2 separate regions of the Mus musculus genome follow, and region 1 is linked to region 2. A link is a contact called in public promoter capture Hi-C data. All regions are on one chromosome and are shown on one strand. Each heading gives the region's core, a stretch centred on a gene start, on an enhancer-like site or on the middle of the called end of the contact. The rest is flanking DNA. Distances are from core to core; before and after follow the strand shown.

What was found. Promoter capture Hi-C pulls out the DNA fragments that hold promoters and counts their contacts.
Region 1: a promoter capture Hi-C map of hippocampal neurons shows a contact between it and region 2, with 3 times the contacts expected there. The contact joins the promoter of Cadm3 here to the promoter of Pfdn2 in region 2. A contact is called at or near these places in 1 of 39 promoter capture datasets (hippocampal neurons) and 1 of 484 Hi-C or Micro-C datasets (cerebellum).

Annotation. Positions count from the first base shown.
Region 1 is chr1:173,365,318-173,369,844 of GRCm38.p6, reverse strand. It overlaps Cadm3 (cell adhesion molecule 3), which reads left to right and starts at 2,150. Exons shown (of 9, transcript NM_053199.3): 1 at 2,150-2,432. The coding sequence starts at 2,351. It also overlaps a transcript of Aim2 not described here.
Region 2 is chr1:171,344,278-171,349,126 of GRCm38.p6, reverse strand. It overlaps Pfdn2 (prefoldin 2), which reads right to left and starts at 3,452. Exons shown (of 4, transcript NM_011070.4): 1 at 3,341-3,452. The coding sequence starts at 3,415. It overlaps Nit1 (nitrilase 1), which reads left to right and starts at 3,482. Exons shown (of 7, transcript NM_012049.2): 1 at 3,482-3,559; 2 at 4,127-4,213; 3 at 4,588-4,839. The coding sequence starts at 3,558.

The DNA of each region.
Region 1 (4,527 bases), core at 901-3,400, 2.0 Mb before region 2:
CCTTGGTACCCATCCATCCCTTGCAGTTACAGTAGAGGGCGGGGCCAGAGCAGCAGTCATCAGAGAATTAAGGACAGGCAGAAGGAGACCTCTGGGATGCAGCAGATGGAGGGAAAAGATGGTTAATTAGAGGACTTTGGGACTTAATCCCACATCCAGCCTACCCCCATTTAATTCACCTCCACACACACCCTTATCCTGTTCTACCTAAATCCCACTTACATGACAGCGAAGCTAAGGTTTCTTCTAGTTCAAATATAATACTCTTTATCCATCAAGAGCCTATAACAAGAAAGAGCCTGATTTTTCTCACCATGGCTGATAAGCTTGTTTTGCTCTGTAGTTAGGTTTTGTATTATTTTACCATGCCCCCTTCCTTTTCATATCGTAACTAACCTCATACCAACGTAGTCCCAACTCCATCAAAAAGTCATATCTTCTTTCAATCTCCACCTTCCTGGTCCAGTCTCCTCCCAGTCTTACATCCACATCTGCACATTCCTGCAATATTCACTGTCCTATCTCCTCTGCTTGGGTTTCAAAACAGTAGTGATGATCTCAGAAAGGTAACGACATGATTTGGTGTCACCAAGACAGGTCAAATTGGACCTTGTTCAATATTGCCTAGGAAGAAATAATAACCACCTAGACAGTCAGGACACATCCAAGAGGCAAGCAGATTTCTTCTATAGAAACTTTAAACTCCAGAAACAGCAAGTGAAAAATATCGGAGCAGACCCAGACCAGCCTGCAGGGGTGCCCTGAACAGTACTCTCTCAGCCCCAGATAACTGCCTGTCACTTAGACAAGGCTTTACTGGTTACGAAATATGTTCTGCAGGCTGTCCCCAGGTTCTTAGGTGACAGAGACATTGGCTACATCACCATAAAGAGTTAAGAAGCCTTGACATAAGGAAGGAAAGATTACCCAAACATTAAATACTAGCAGAGGAAAGCAGCACAGAAAATGGACTGGAGATGTTACTAGAACCACCCACATCCCACTTGTAGAATAAAGCACTATGTACTTTTCTTTACCATTCCTAATGCTGGATCTTTTATTTCTAAGTGAATGTAAAACCTGGATTAGATCTGCTAACTTCCTTTGGGTTAGATCAGGTATACTCTAAGAATTCTTGGCATACCTAAAATTCCCTGATTTCTAAAATTTAGAAATGTATTCTCCAAAGCTAAATTTCGACCAAACGAACCCAGAAAGATCCTTTTTTTTAAACACACCAAAACTCTTTCAGAGATAACCTAGAAGAACAGCAAACACTAGGGACTCGGGACTTTTTGAATGTGAGCAAGTTGCAAACACAGTCTTTCTCATCCATCTCCTCTATAGCCTCAGGGAACAAGAGCTGCATTACTCACTGCTTCTTGGTCTGTAAGAGGGTCTGTGAGTCTGGCTTTCACCCTGGGTTCTTACTAGCTAAAAGTTGAGAAGAGCCCCTGAAAGACCGAGCAGAAAGGATATTGAGAGGCTAGTTTCAGGAAAGAGGGTCTAAGACAGAGCACGGAGGAGGAAAATACCAAGTAACTTTACAGGATACTTCCTTGTTTAGTGTCTGGAATAACGTCTTTAAAGAAGGCTTGAAGGAGATTAGGTTCGGTGGCCTCCTGGGGTCGGCTTTGCAAGGGATGTTGCCTGGAACCACAAATTGTTGCTGGACAGTTAAGAAGAGGGTCTTGAGTAAGAGAACTACGGAGGTTTATGCTTAGGAGAATGCCTTGAGTAATTAGGTACCCTGGGGAGGCATCCTTGGTCACAGTGGAGAGGGGTGTCCTAGCTTTGGGGATCCCGGTTGCCTAAGGAGAAGGCGGGGCCGGAGGACCTCAGGCAAGTGGGCACGCCCTTGCCCAGGCCTGCAGTGGACTCTGTCGCCAGCTGGCCCACCGCCCTGTCCACCTCCCCTCTCTCCACCCCAAGCATAAGAGGGGTGCGCATGGGGTCCCACTTCTGAGTCAGCTCCCTCCCTTTGCTCCACACCCGAGTGATGCTGGAGGAGCTCCCGGGGGAGAAGATGGAAGGCACCACAAAAGCGCGGAGGGGGTGTGGGAGGCGAGGGGGAGTAGGGAATGCGGCATCCAGGCCCCCCCGCCACCAGCCCAGCCCCCCGTCACCACCCCTCCACCTCCAACCGAATGGTTTGCTCCGAGCGCCCTATTTAATCCCGGCGACTGCAGCAGCGCCGGCTCCCTCCCGGTACCCGCCTCGGCCCCGGGCTTGGAAGCCGCTCCGGGGTTGCCCCTTTGGACAGCGACGCCGGCTACCCAGAACCCCCGGCCCCAGTCCCCGGAGATCTAGGCTCGCCAGCGCCCAGCCAGGGAGGTGGCCAGGAAGCGCGATGGGGGCCCCTTCCGCCCTGCCCCTGCTCCTGCTCCTCGCCTGCTCCTGGGCGCCCGGCGGGGCCAATCTTTCCCAGGACGGTGAGTGAGGGAGGGGGCGGCGCCAGGGGAGGTGGCCAGTGCCCCGAGGTGGGGGTTCAGACGGGGAGCCGGGCGCAGGGAGCCTGTTGGCTTTGTTTGGAAGCGAGGGTTCAAGTCGCCAGCCTCTTGGAATACCCTTGTGTCTGTCTCTGAGCATCGCTGTCTCTGAGGACCGTGGGGTGTGCCGGCGTGTGCACCTCCTATGTACACGACCGACTGTGTATGTCTACGTGTGCAGCAGGGATGTGGATCTCGGGGGTTGCTGTCTATTTTGAGCAACCGGGGTCTGGATGTGTTGATGTCCGTGTGTGTCTGGGTGTGCGCGTCTATGTTGGTGTCTGGGGCTGCGTTTCTGTGTCAGAGTCTGTGTGTATGTCTGTGTCAGTGTGTGTTGGGGGCGGAGTGAGATTTGTCGCTGTTTCAGTCAGGGCGTGTGTTGGGTGTTTCTGTATGTATGTCTGTAGGGGTTGGGTGGCCAGAACGATCCCCAAAACTGCTGTATGCAAACATTTCTGCTCCCCCGCGCGTCCCCCACCCGCCGCGGAGCTCTGAGTGGGCAGGCAAGGGGGCCTGGGTGAGGCTGTCGAGGGGGGCGTGGGCAAAGGAGAGGGGGCTTCTCCTTGAAGCAAAACAACAACACAGGGCGGAGGGGGCCCCACTTTGGCTCTAGTCCTAGTGGTGCTAAAATCTGGGCAAGGAAACCTATACTTGGGTGCGGGGCAGCAAACGGAGAGAGCAAGATATTTGGGGAGAAGGATCTATGGGAAAACCAAAGCTTTCCTGGGCTGAACATTAATTTCTCCAAATTTAGGGTGGGGTAGCAGACTAGCCTCTTTGCCCCAGTCTAAAACTCAACCCTTCTTAGGTTTGTAAAGGTAAAGAGGTGAAGGAAGGGAGTGGGGGGGGGGGGAATGAAGAAAGGAGGCGGGGCCAGGGGAGAGGGGACTTGGGGAAGAGCCCCTCCCGCCCCAGGCCAAGCTATGTAGGTCAGCGCTGTGGGGGCACCTCAGCCTTCTTAGAGGCTGCTGGTGGTTAATGGGGTGGCTTGAAGAACTGTGTAGAGATAGGAAGAAAGACGCCCCAGCTCAGAGCCTCAGGTTCCCGGAGGAGGGAGGACCAGCAGTGGAGGGACTAAAGGAATGTATCCTCCTCACTCCCGCGGCCTGTCAGAGGTGGGCTGGGTGGGGGAGGGGAAAGGGAACAAGACCAGTGCGGAGCAAGGGGAAGTGGGGAGAGTAGAGGGAGGGTGGTGGCTATGCCCGGCCAGATGCCAACGGTGGGGAAAACCAGAAAGAACCGCAGGGGAGGAGAAAGGGGAGGCGGTTCCTGGGCGATGGACCCAGTGGCCAGCAGGGATGGGCACAGGGCGGGGCGGGGTGGAGAGAGGAGGGGTTGGAACTGGGGAGGATGATGTAGAGAATTTCATCTGAGGAAAGCCGGCTGAGAGCCAGGGTGCTGGAGGAATAATAGCTCCACCTTGCCTGACCTCCTCCCCTTACCCTGTCTCTGTCCTGGTAAAGAAGCTTCCCCTGGTAAGGGGGCCCTGGGGATCCCCTCTCTACAGTTGGTTGGCTGACTCTTTCCACTCTCTACTCCCCAAGCTCCCCAAAGGGAGTTCCTACTATCACCACAGAGATGGCAGTCCCTTCTCTTGTACATGGAATCCCCAGTCCCCAGAGGGCTGAACTGATGACCCCACTCACAGGGTAGATGAGCAGTCCTGGGGACATTGGGCTCAGTGCAAGGCAAAGACTGGATACTGGGTGCCTGTGCCTCAGTAATGACACTCCTATAAAGCCTTGACTTTCAGTGCAGCCCCTGGCTTCCCCATACTCATAACTGAACCAAAGAAAGCTAGTGCCCAAGCTACAATCTTTTGGCAATGCGAGCTATGGGTGCCAACCTTAGACCTGAAAAGAGAAAAAAAAATTACGTCAATAAGCTGCAGGGTCTTTACCTCTAGGGAGAGCCTAGAATAAACCTGCTCAGTGACCACATCTTCATATGCCCAATGCATGACTTCGACTTGGGAGCCTTATTTGATCTTAAAGTCCAAAGAATGAAAACTTATTATCTCAGCTTAGAAAAACAGGGC
Region 2 (4,849 bases), core at 2,203-4,702:
GTATCTATGCCTCATGGTGCTAATTCTGGAGGCATGCAGAATGCAGGAGCTGTGGAGAAATGGCTTCCTCTACCAAAGCTTCAAAAGATGCACTGGACTGTGGGAGGAAAAATGGGGGTGCAAGGAGAAACCTGATGTAGGAATGGGAGCTGTCATAGCGAATCCTCACTGGAACAAGCCTTAGTGAAGGCCAGGCAGCTACCATGATCTCTAATAGTGCAGCAACTGTCTTCCACTGCCCGACTGGGCAAGCTGCAGGCATTGGCATGCCCCCAAGCCCAAGAGCATGAAGCATGGACTGAGCCCTTCAAACACACAGATTTGGAGCTGCCCAATATTTTAGAGGCGCAATTCCTGCCCCAGAGTTTCCAAATGACACATATAGAGAAAAATTATTGTAAGATAATGCTTGTCCTCTTGGAATTCAGACTTAAGCCTTCCCCTGCTTTACCTCTCTCTTAGAATGGGAATGGCTACCCTTTGCCTGCCTCTGCATTACATGCTGGAAGTAAATAGCTACTTTTCATTGCACAGGCTCACAAAGCCAAGAATAGCAAGGCCTAAAGTAGCACGGTCTACACAGCAAGTTCCAGAGGGAGAGCCTATCTCAGACAAAACAACAATAGTAAACCAATAAATGATAAAGAACAGAAAATAAAACAAGCACCTAGTACGAAGTATTACCTGCTCCTATTTTCCTTGTGAGAGACACACTAGGCTAACACACACATCAGTAATAAACCTTAAATTGGGCTGGGAAGAAAATTTCACAGGTAAAGAGCCAAAGAACCAGGGTTTGAGCCCCAGAACACACTTTTTAAGAAGGAAGAGGAGGAGGAGGAGGAGAAAAAAGAAGAGGAGGAGGAAGAGGAGGAGGAGGAGGAGGAGGAGGAGGGAAAAAAAAGGCAGGCAGGCAGGCAGGCATGGTACTGAGGCATGAACTGCCTGGCACTGGAATGCTAGTGAACTTAAATTCTGAGGCTTGTTTTCCCAGTGCTGAGGAAAGGGAGGATCAATGGACTCTCTGGTCAGCCATCCTAGCCTACCTGGTGAGTTCTAGGCCACGTGAAAAACCCTGTGTCAAAGAACAAAGTTGACTGTATCTCTTTAGGTCTTGCAATATATCTCTTTAAATTCTCCAGCATTTTCAATGCCAAGCAGTTCATGGCTCAATGCTTTTGAACACACTACTTCTAACGAAAAAAAATCTTCACATGACTAACTTTTCCCAGCCTTTAGAATTAAGCCAAAAAATCTAGAAAATAAAAGGAAATTAGCATTTAGAAAGACTGTTCAGATTATGTGCGTGCAAGTGTGTCTGTCTGTGCGAGATCAGGTGCTCGAGTGCAGAGGCCATCTCTCCAGCTCTAAGTAGCATTTGTTAAACACACTATGTAGTCTCTGTATTTAGTCATGGTGGAAAAAAACAAAACAAAACAAAACCCAAATGGATTTTCTTGCCTAGTACTCTAGTTACGAAATGGAAAACTACTGTGCTTTTACAGATAGACGAGGGTAAAAGGTAACAAGAGAAATCATATATAAATAAGAAATACAAAGCAAGCACAGGTCATTCTGATTCTAGGCCAGGAAACCCTCCCAACCATTCCACTACCCGCCATTCCCTTGCCTACTTACCTGCCACATCCGAAATCTACACTACTTTGGACTCTCTCTCCAAACTGTGCAAGAAAAGTTCATTATGTGCAGAAGTTTGTAGTGTAGGGTTGGAGAAATGGCTCGGTGGAAGAACGATTACTTTTATAGCGGAGGACCTGGGTTTGGTTCTCAGCACCCTCATGGTAGCTAATAGGCAGTTATCAGAGGTTTTGACCACTCTTCTGGTCTCTGAGGGCTCCTGCACACATGTGGTATATGCACATACACATGCAAACACACATAAAGTCTCATTGTTTTGTTTTTGAGACTGTGTTTTACTCTGTAACCCAGGCTAGCCTGGAACTGACAGGGTAATCCAGGGGGATTATGGGTATGGGCCACCACACTTGGCTGTGACCAAGTTTAAGACAAGGTCTATTTCATTTACCTGTTCCTCTGGGTTAAGCAAAGCCAAACACAAGACGGACTCTCCAAAGCATTAGCATTTTTTCCTTCCCACTATGTCAGAGGCTACACCCTCTTCCATCTCCAGAATTCCCCTGCACTTCAGTTCTCCCTGAACACTTACTTTCTAACTCTTTGACAGTGTGGGTTTTAGACTCTTTATGCTGATGCTTTTACCTGTAGGAATTGTTCAACAACCAACTGACAAATGTACCTATGATTAAAATTACTCTTCTGGGGCTGGTGAGATGGCTCAGCTGTTAAGAGCACCGACTGCTCTTCCAAAGTTCAAATCCCAGCAACCACATGGTGGCTCACAACCATCCGTAATGAGATCGGACTCCATCTTCTGGAGTGTCTGAAGACAGCTACAGTGTACTCACACATGAAAGAAAGAAAGAAAGAAAGAAAGAAAGAAAGAAAGAAAGAAAGAAAGAAAGAGAGAGAGAGAGAGAGAGAGAGAGAGAGAGAGAGAGAGAGAGAGAGAGAGAAAGAGAGAAAGAGAGAAAGAGAAAGAGAGAGGGGGTGGGGGGTGGGTTCTGCCCTCTTCCGAAGTCAATCTTTGCAAAGAGAGCACACCGAGCAAGCTCGAGGCCAGCGTAGGCCACTTAGTAAGACCGTGTCTCAAAGACGAAATAATCCGAGCCTTTAATCGCAGTATGTGGGAGGCAGAGGCAAGCGGATCTTCCAGGCCAGTTTGGTCTACAAAGTGAATTCCGGAAAAGCCAAGGCCGGACCCGACCCTATAGCAACCCTCATCCCCACCTCCAAGACAAAACAAACAAACAAACAAACCACAGACTCCTTAGTCAAAATAATTTACGGAACACTAAACTGCTCAGAGTCTGAGTCACGTGGCTCTGCAGCGTGTTGGTGATGGTGAACACGGTTTTTGAGCCATGAACTACATAAGCCACTCACTGACTAAGAACAGCTTGGAATTCGTTACTAGATGCCACGCCAAACACCATACGCTCTTTAGGGTACCTCGGAGAGGGGGCAAACTACGATCCATCTTCTCAGAGACCTGGCCAACCCTCCCAGACCCTGCAGCTCAGGGCTTTCTCCCTTGACTACCCACCCACACCGCGGGCGTGCCTCTCCCCTACCTACCCAGGCTCTAGAAAGGTTCGTGATCACCTCCAGAGACCCCCTCTCCCCCGTGCGTGCCCATGGAGACCGTGGAAAGGACTAAAGGCCCCTTCGAGCCACAAATCTTATCTTCTACACGAATTCGACACCGCCCCGGGTGCCTTGTGCGCTCGCGGCTCCTCACCTGTTCCGCCGACACCGCCCCCTTCCCCGCGCCGCTCCCGCCGCTCTTGCCCACACGACCGCTGCTGTCCGCCATCTTCCCCACCTGCAAGCTTTCCGGCCTGCGCACTCTCACTGCGTCACATCCGGCCGGGGGGTTACCGCCCACTTGCTCCTGCGCTCCTGGCTCCTGGCAGCTCTTGAGATCCGACCCCGTGAATGGTTTTGGCTGTGTCTTCATGTAGGACCTACTCCCAAACCCTGCCCGCTGCGGTGAATTCCACCTGCGATGCTTTAACTTGTGCAACAGAGATTCTTGCCCGGGGGGGAGAGGCGGGGAAGGACGCGCTAATCAGAGGGCGGGGGCTCGGGTTGGGATCTGGTCCTGTACCCATCTACCCACCATGAGATGGTGGAGATCTAGGGAGGGTGAACTTTCCTTCTGAGATTCGGGTATAAGGGGAAAGATACGTGTTGAGTCTATAAAGCTGTGCAGGTGGCACAGCCGAGAAGAGAATTGGGGAAACGAGGAAGGTTCCATGAGATGACTTGAACTGCGGAAACGTTTGGCAAAGGAAAAAGGGCTTCAGTTTTAATGTGAGATCACTGGAAGTTGAGGTATTAAGGCACCGATCATAGTCGCCTCTCCCATTTTCCCATTTTATATCTTTTCCTAGCTACTAGTAGTAAAAAGTATTTTCGAAGCCTTGGGGGAGGGGATTACTGGCCAGGCCTGGAAATGGCAGAGAATTCTAGAAACTTACGGCTTGAAAGAGGGTTAGGTGTCCTGATTTCTCACCTTCTTCAGGCTGGGCTTCATCACCAGGCCTCCTCACCAACTCCTGTGTACCGGATACCGATTACTTCGAACCCCAGTACTTTGTACTCAGCCCAGGTAACATATTTCGTAATGTTCTCTCTCTGGCGCATAGCTGCTTAGTTCGTGTTTATTAACTTCATAGTGGGAGACAAAGATATCTCCAAACATGTAATGAGTGAACTCCAGTAGCTCTAGGGTTATTATGCTCTGTAAGAATGAAAACAAGTTGCTGGGGTCACCTGTAATGCCAGCACTCGAAAAAAAGGAGGATCAACCAGGAGTTTAAGGTCATCCCCAGTTACATAGAAAGGCCTGTCTGGGCTACAAAAGACCGTGTCTCAAAAAAGAAAAAAGTCAAAAGAAAATAAAGTTTCTGGCTCCACCCCCACTTGAGCCTCTGAGTTTCTCCTAGATAGAAAATCTGAGGATACTGCCTGTGTCATTCACAGGCCCAGAACCATGTCCTCATCAACTTCCTGGGAGCTGCCCCTGGTGGCTGTGTGCCAGGTAACATCAACACCAAACAAGCAAGAGAACTTTAAAACATGTGCTGAGTTGGTTCAAGAGGCTGCCAGACTGGGTGCTTGCCTGGCCTTTCTGCCTGAGGCATTTGACTTTATTGCACGAAACCCTGCCGAGACATTACTCCTGTCCGAACCACTGAATGGGGATCTTTTGGGCCAATATAGCCAGCTTGCCAGGTACAAGGGT